2 separate regions of the Salmo salar genome follow, and region 2 is linked to region 1. A link is a contact called in public Hi-C data. All regions are on one chromosome and are shown on one strand. Each heading gives the region's core, a stretch centred on a gene start, on an enhancer-like site or on the middle of the called end of the contact. The rest is flanking DNA. Distances are from core to core; before and after follow the strand shown.

The links. Hi-C and Micro-C count contacts between places; a contact is called where the count stands out from the background.
Region 2: a Hi-C map of gill shows a contact between it and region 1, with 2.4 times the contacts expected there. The contact joins the promoter of pdf here to the promoter of LOC100196851 in region 1. A contact is called at or near these places in 2 of 3 Hi-C or Micro-C datasets (gill and muscle).

Annotation. Positions count from the first base shown.
Region 1 is chrssa10:84,046,676-84,050,838 of Ssal_v3.1, forward strand. It overlaps LOC100196851 (RNA polymerase II subunit C), which reads left to right and starts at 1,897. Exons shown (of 9, transcript NM_001141873.1): 1 at 1,897-2,054; 2 at 3,775-3,824; 3 at 3,947-4,015; 4 at 4,106-4,158. The coding sequence starts at 1,969. LOC106560911 (ubiquinone biosynthesis protein COQ9-B, mitochondrial) reads left to right here. Exons shown (of 9, transcript XM_045688153.1): 6 at 1-11; 7 at 377-532; 8 at 690-743; 9 at 1,017-1,425. The coding sequence ends at 1,052.
Region 2 is chrssa10:84,338,445-84,342,607 of Ssal_v3.1, forward strand. pdf (peptide deformylase, mitochondrial) reads right to left here and starts at 1,987. Exons shown (of 3, transcript XM_014124297.2): 1 at 1,835-1,987; 2 at 898-1,529; 3 at 380-691. The coding sequence starts at 1,489. The coding sequence ends at 534.

The DNA of each region.
Region 1 (4,163 bases), core at 647-3,146:
GTTCCACAGATGTGAGTCGACCTTCTCAGCCTAAGTACCCCTCTCCCCATGTCTTCCTCACCCCCTTTCATCAGGCTCCTCATACTATCCGGCCAGCCTCTGCGAAGGTTACTACTCACCACCTTTCCTCACACTGCACTCTCATTGTCCCTTTCACTTTTAACTCTGTCTACCCTATTAATCTCCATATTATATGTCCTCTCCTCTCATTAATTGTACATGTGGGTACAACTGACATTATTTGTCAATTGTTTATAAATCAGCCCAATCCAAATGTTTCCCTTGATTAAGGTTTTTGTCTTTCAACAACCACTTTAATAGTATGTCTATGTATCAAAATCTTTGTTATTCAGTTTTCACTTTTTTCCTATATCAGTTGAACTGGTATACGAAACGGGCCGCACTGACAGGGATCTATAACACCACTGAGCTGGTGATGATACAGGACTCCTCAGAAGACTTCCAGGACACCTGGAACTTCCTTGAAAACCGAATCCAGGATATTGTCAACATGGCTGGCGCCGCCAAACAGGTACCATTTCCTTAGTCAGTGCATAGTCTCTTTTAATTAGGTAACAGGTCACTAGTGATAAAATATAAATCATTAGAAAGAACTCACTAGTATACAACCTATATTAAGGGAACTAAATATGTGTAATTGACACCTATTTTGCTATTGTGTCCTGTAGGCGGCATCTACAGGAGAAGCAGTGGCGCAGGGGCTTATGGGAGCTGCTGTTACGGTGAGGGTGCTAGAGAGATAATATGCACAAAACAAAGGATTATTATTACGAATTGACATTTTAAACACTTCTCCAGGCATTGTGAAGATCTGTTCTATCCGCGCAGAATATGTGCCTTGAACATATACAGCAGCATTGCTTGGAACCTTGGATTACTTTTTTTCAGAATCCTAGGTTGTTTAAATGTTTTAATGTCATGCACTGTATTTCTTTAATACCAATTGTATTCTGTGTGTTTAGTAGTGACTGGAGATTTATTTTCTTTTTTTCCAGCTGAAGAATCTAACAGGGATTAACCAAAGACGATGAAAGAAGATGGCGATTTCTGTTCCACCATCCCCTTCCCATCCCCTCTGATCTCTATCAGTCAGTGGTTTGTGTGTGAGGCATTGAAGATCAGCTTCTGTGCTCACAGCTCAGACATTTCTTCTCTTATCTGTAATACCCTATCGTGTTGGTTTGTTTTATTGCTTAGTCGCCTTTATCCACTATAAAAATATAATTGTGCCTTAGGTCTGGTATGAGGTTTCACTTTCGTCCAGTTTGAAACGGTTTTCCCTCACATCCGCTCCTATCCATTTTCCTTTTGTATAAAGGATGCAAAAATATGATTGTATTTTAAATGTTTTTGTTCAGCTCCGTTGAGAGTTCCTAAATAAATTACAGATCAGTTACAACAAAACAATCTTGTTTATTTTTTATTTTCTTCAGTTATGGATTTAGAATGAGGGGGTCCTTGGGATGAATGAACAACACTGCATGGATTTTACCTATGCTGTTGGTGCTTTCAAGACAACTGGGAACTCAAGACAAAAGAGGTCATGACAGCAGCGATCTTCAGGTCAGAAAGTCGGGAGTTCTGGAAAGGTGCCAGTTTCCAACTTGGAATTCCGAGTTGGATGAACGTTCAAGTTGATTTTTCCAAGTCAGAGTTCGTTTTTTTCACGAGTTCTTAGTTGTCCGGAACGCGGCATAAGTATTTTACCTAGGCGCACTAAACTTTTATTTTGAAACATCTTTCCCGACGTCACGGGGTAAAGGTGTGACCCGGATGTTAAACACGCCCACTAGGACTTGGTAACCAATCACAGACTTTATTTTATTTTGGCCAATGAAGAGGAGGAGTAGTAGTGGATTGAGGCCTTCGCTGCGTGCGCGGGGTTGGTGTTGTTTTTAAGACGGATCGATACAGAACTTCTATCTGTGCTTATCTCATACGTTAACGATGCCGTATGCCAACCAGCCAATCGTGAAAATCACAGAATTGACGGATGAGAATGTTAAATTTGTCATAGAGAACACCGATCTGTCGTGAGTAACCATTTAAATGAATTATCCAAACGTTAGCTTGCTAGCGAACGAGCTCGGTACGTAGCTTGTGAGAGCGTAGCCAATGCAATGAGTAGTTGGCGCCTGCAGATACTTAATTGAAATAACTACAGCATGACATATGTCCATGTTTTAATATTTATGTATGCACGTGCTGTGTCAATGATGACGCAGCAATGGGATGTTAGACCAAATCATGTGTAAAGTTTTATCTAACTAACGCGTTAGGTCACTAGTTGGCTTGCTGAGAGTGAGCAGCCGAGAGACGGGTTGCCTCCCACGATGTAACCAATGTGTGTTCCAACATACACTGAATTACCAAAAGTATGTGGACACCGACTCGTCGAACATCTCATTCCAAAATCATGGATATTAATATGGAGTTGGTCCTCCTTTTGTTGCTATAACAGCCCCCACTCTTCTGGAAAGGCTTTGCACTACATGTTGGAACATTTGCTGCGGGGACTTTCAGCCACAATAGCATTAGTGAGGTCAGGCACTGATGTTTGGCGATTATGCCTGGCTCACAGCCGGTGTTCCAATTCATCCCGAAGGGCTTGAGGTCAGGGCTCTGTGCAGGCCAGTCAAGTTCTATCACACCAGTCTCGTCAAGCTATCTGTATGGACATCACTTTGTGCCCGACAAACTTTCTGTATGGACATCGCTTTGTCCACAGGGGAATTGTCATGCAGAAACAGGAAGAGGCTTTCACCCAAGCTGTTGCCACAAAATTGAAGCACAGAATTGTCTAGAATGTCATTGTATATTGTAGCGTTAACATTTCAATTCACTGGAACTAAGGGGCCTAGCCCGAACCATGTTAAACAGCCCCAGACCATTATACTTCTCCACCAAACTTTACAGTTGGCACTATGCATTTGGGCAGGTAGCGTTCTCCTGGCATCTGCCAAACCCAGATTCTTCTGTCTGACTGCCAGATGGCGAAGTGTGATATCACTCCAGAGAACGCGTTTCCACTGGTCCAGAGTCCAATGGCGGCGAGCTTTACACCACTCCAGCCGACGCTTGGCATTGCGCATGGTGATCTTAGGCTTCTGTGTGGCTGCTCGGCTATGGAAACCCATTTCATTAAGCTCCCGACGAACAGTTATTGTGCTGACGTTGCTTCCAGAGGCAGTTTGGAACTCGTAGTGAGTGTTGCAACCGAAGACAGACAATCTTTACGCACTTCAGCTCTCGGCTGTCCCGTTGTCAAATCAAATATCTTGTGAGCTTGTGTGGCCTACCACTTTGCGGCTGAGCCGTTGTTGCTCCTAGACGTTTCCACTTCACAATAACAGCACCTCCAGTTGACTGGGGCAGCTCTAGCGGGGCAGAAATTTGACGAACTGACTTATTGGATCCTTTGATGGTGCCATGTTGAAAGTGACTGAGCTCTTCAGTAAGGCTGTTCTCCTGGCAATGTTTGTCTATGGAGATTGCATGGCTGTATGCTAGATTTTATACACCTGTCAGCAATGGGTGTGGCTGAAATAGGAGAATCTAGACATTTTAAGGGGTGTCCACATACCTCTGTATATACAGTGCAGGTCTGGGATTTTCAAGACTAGTGCAGGGTCATAGTGCATGCTCATCACCCCGGAGGGCTAGCTAGATCATAAGCTTAAATCTGACATGAGATTGCTTTTGGCTAAAGTTACAATGTTAATGTGTTCTTTCATGTGTTGTCTGATTATACAGGGTTGCAAATTCCATCCGACGTGTCTTTATGTCAGAGGTTGCAACAATAGGTAAGATACTCTATCGCATGTGCTTGTTGTTATTAATATCATTATGAATGTGTAGTGGTTTGTAAGATCCATGTCCTTGCCACAATGGTTGGTGTAAGTGTTAATCTCATGTCTCATTTCAGCTATTGATTGGATTCAAATTGATGCAAATTCTTCTGTGATCCACGATGAGTTCATTGCTCACAGAGTTGGTATGTAGTGAATTGTACAACTTTGTTTTTGTCCCTTCTGGTGCCTCCTGTGTTCCAATATTGCACTGATAACTATGATCACATTTTCAGGTCTTATCCCCCTCACCAGTGATGATGTTGTGGACAAGATGCAGTACTCCAGAGTAAG
Region 2 (4,163 bases), core at 737-3,236, 290 kb after region 1:
TATGTTATGAGTCTGAAACCAGTGATTACATGTTGCAGCTCAAGATTTAAGATAATACTGCCAAATGTGGTTTGAGGTTAAGGTGTTTGCTTTCATTATTTGTTCTGTTTTCTGCAAGATATTTGAATTAAAATGGGATTTAAAATAGGAACAGATGTCTCTCGTGCTGTGCTTTTTAGATGTTGATGTTGCAATGCAGGACACTACAGCATATAAAATCTATTCAGTTTTTTCTTTGCTTCCAACATTCAGCAATATTTTCTCTGTGGTCAGCCATCTGGTGACACCACAGTTTAGTCAATATTTCAGTTCCTTTAAAAACGCCCACACAAATTGAACAACTTGCAAGATAATTGAATATTCATCCAGACTATAAATCTGCCTTCATAAATACATTATTTATTATTAAGAATTTACAGTTTAATCAGTCAAAGGAAAGGTTTCAGAATGGTCTTATCTGCTGCCATGTTATGTCCAAGAACTGTCTTTAAGTGCTGTGGGTCAATCAGGGTGACTAGGTTTGTTTGAAACGGCTACTCGTTCTTTGCTGCCCAGTTCACGTTAATGAAGGTTTTACTGTCCATGCGGTCAATGTATAGGACTCCATCCAAGTGATCCATCTCATGCTGTAGGATGCGTGCGGGCCAGCCGCTCACTTGCCAGGTCACAGGCTCCGCCTTCTCATTCAAGCCTTTGAAACAAAAAATGAAAACATTAATAGAAAAACCAAACACATGCCTAATTGATCTGATGTTCACCAGCCATGGGTCGAGAGATTTAGGTCAGATGGCTGTTTCGGGTAGATTAAATCTGGGGTGTAATCATAACTCCAAACAGTTGCAAAACATAACTTTAAAAAAAATGAGGCTGCTCTCTGGAACACGTTACTTATCTCACCTGAGACTTCCACAGAGAGGTAGCGTGGAACAGTGGCCGAGAACCCCGAGATGCTCTCACAGGCTTCCTGGAACAAAACTGTGCGTCCATCTAGGACTCGCAGCTGGGGGTTGATAAAGATCCGCAGAGGCACAGCGGTCAGACCACGGGCTTCACGTGCAGCAGGCAAGCTGTCCTCCAACATGCGCTCTGGGAACTCCAGAGCTAAGATACGAAGTGGCACTCCAACTTGAGGTGCACTCAGTCCCACACATTCAAATTTCCGCATCACCTTTACCATGGTGTGGATCACCTCCTGAACTGCCGGACCCTGTACTGCCCCAGGGTCCACCGCTGCAGCCTGGGCTCGCAGCACCGGTTCACCCACCTGGCAGACATGGGGGTATGGAGGACTTGGTGGGGGCTTGATCTTCCGCTTCATGTACTGTAGGTAGGAACGAACTTTGATGTTTGTAGAATAAGACCGGTAGGGGGCCATGGAGACAGGAACTACCCAGCCAATGGATCCAATGGAATGGGGCCGTGGGGCTTTTGAAATACACATTCTGTAAGCACTAGTCAACAGCACTGAAGAGCACACAGTTATATTCATGGTTGGGTTCAATCCTGGCAGTAGTCAGTCTGCTACAGCCCTGCAGGAGACAAGGAAAGAACTGTCAAGAAGGAAGTCAACTTACTGTAAATAATATGGACAACAACAAATTGGTGTTGGGCAAAGATTGGTATACATGCACATAAAAAATGGCCCGTTTACCAAATAAATATGTTGTGACCCGGGTATAACCAAAATAATTTCACATTATCACATGACAAGTTTACATATTTAGTAAGCTAATAGCTACAGCAGTTAGTTAGCTCACTGCACACGATATTGAAACCACGCAAATACAATGAACTCGAGTATCCTATCCCATGCAAGCGTTACACGTTTCCATACCATAAAACGTTACACTAAATGTTATTATATTGATTGCAGTGGCAACAGTGATGCCATTCTTATACTGTAATTCATAAATTCATAAAAATACACACGAGCGTGTAATGACATTAAGAGAATCACTTCCTGGTCAATTATTTTGTCAGGTCTTCAAAATAAAGGTTCTTTATTGTGGAAACGTGAATATTTAAAACATTGTATTTAACCTTTAACTAGGCAAGTCAGTTAAGGGGGTAAAGATTGATTAACATAGAATAATTTGTGCTGTATTTAACGCCTACCCATCATATTTTTATCGGTTATGTTTTGTACATATTTAGCAGCTTCCCTTGAATACTTAGTTTTGACAAGTTCTTGACGGACCCGGAAGTATTTGGCCGTGTTTTGTCGGCCGTCATTACGCTGCGTTCAAAACAACTGGAAAGTCTGTCAGATAATGACGACAGTGACCTTCATTTCGGAAAGTGATGACGCGAATGCCGACCGGCTTGTAGGGGCAGACAACGGATGCATTTATTTTATCTGGTAAACATCCATCAATGATTTGGTTATTTATTAGCTATAATAAAACCAACCGTTCTAAATGCAAAGTGGTAATCAGATGTCTTATTCAAACTCAGCTTGCAAGCCTATGATGATGTTTGCCCTTTTCATAGTTACTTGTCTTAACCAGTGGCGATTTTAGCGAGTACATGTTGGTGGGGCAAACTCCCCCAATTTTTTTAGATGCATGCCAGCAAAGCCACTAAACAACACAACATTAACAATACGTTAATTGCACTATAACGGTGACAAACAGTGGTCACAAACTGTTAGGGCCTACATAAAGCTGTCCCAACAGCAGAGCTTTCTTTTCAGCACCATGGAGTGAATCCTTACCACCACTACACCTGGCAGGCTACCTGCTTTGCAGAGTTGCAAAGAAAAAGCCATATCTCAGACTGGCCAATAAAACTAAAAGATTAAGATGGGCAAAAGAACACAGACCTGTGAGCCCCAGTCTCTTTCCTGCTCCTCACACACTATGTCCAGCTCAAAAAGTTTTTAAGACATTTTAAACTGGAAAAAGAGGCAGTCACGGTTTTAACTAAACACCGCTCTCTTCTCTCTCTTGTGCAGGAGCAGGAACCAGTGTGTCCAGTGTGCGGGCATGTTACAGGCGAACCCACAACGGTTTGGTGCAACGTGGCCCATCCTGTTCTGCTGAACCGGCAACGGGACCTGTCCTGGATGGTCGCCCGCGAGATCCTTCCAGTCAGGGCCGTTATGCACTCCCAGGGCATGGCGAGGACACCCGAGTGCCCCCGACCAGACTGCGGCCAAGATGAGTCGGTGAGGCACTTGCTCTGGGAGTGCAGAGCCGCCAGGGACCTGTGGAAGGAAGCAGGCCCCCTGATCTCCTCGTGTCTGCCAGCAGGGGACGACCTAACGCCCCAGCACGTGCTGTATGGGGTGGGCCGAAGGCCTATTCCAGCGAAGGCCTTCCCCAAGCTCTGACCCACCCTCACGTGTCTGAAGGATGCACTGTGGTCCTCCCGCAACCTGCTGGTAGCAAAATGAGTAGAGACCATCCCCCAGGTAGTGGCCATGGTAGCCACGGAAGCCCTGGGATGGTACAGAAGAAAGGAGGCCTCGACCCCCAGGCGTAGGGTCCCCCACAACACCCAAGGTCCCGGCAGCCACTGCCTGACAGTGCTGCGGCGCCTAGGGCGATGCGCCTAGGGGAGGGATCTCCTCTGGGCCCCGAAGGACAGGACGGTTATTGATTCGGAAGAGCAGGAGGAGGCGAGTTGATAAGGACTCACCCGTTCCTGTACAAAGGACCGAAGACAGCTTTTTAACAAAGTGACCTTTTAACATGTTTTCATGTCTTTAAAAAATTATTTTGTACACATTTTAAATGGCTTTTACAGATTGGATGTTTTACAAGAAAAAGTACTTTTATTCATGGTTGTTTCTATTGTTTTTAAATAAGCAACATGTACTTTTTAACAAATTTAAATGTAATATTCTAATATTCTAACTCTAATTCTCTCTTTCTCTTTCTTTCTTTCTCTCTCTCGGAGGACCTGAGCCCTAGGACCATGCTTCAGGACTACCTGGCTTGATGACTCCTTGCTGTCCCCAGTTCACCTGGCCGTGCTGCTGCTCCAGTTCCAACTGTTCTGCCTGCAGCTATGGAACCCTGACCTGTTCACCGGACGTGCTACCTGTCCCAGACCTGATGTCCCAGACCTGCTGGAACCCTGACCTATTCACCGGACGTGCTACCTGTCCCAGACCTGCTGTTTTCAACTCTCTAGAGACAGCAGGAGCGGTAGAGATACTC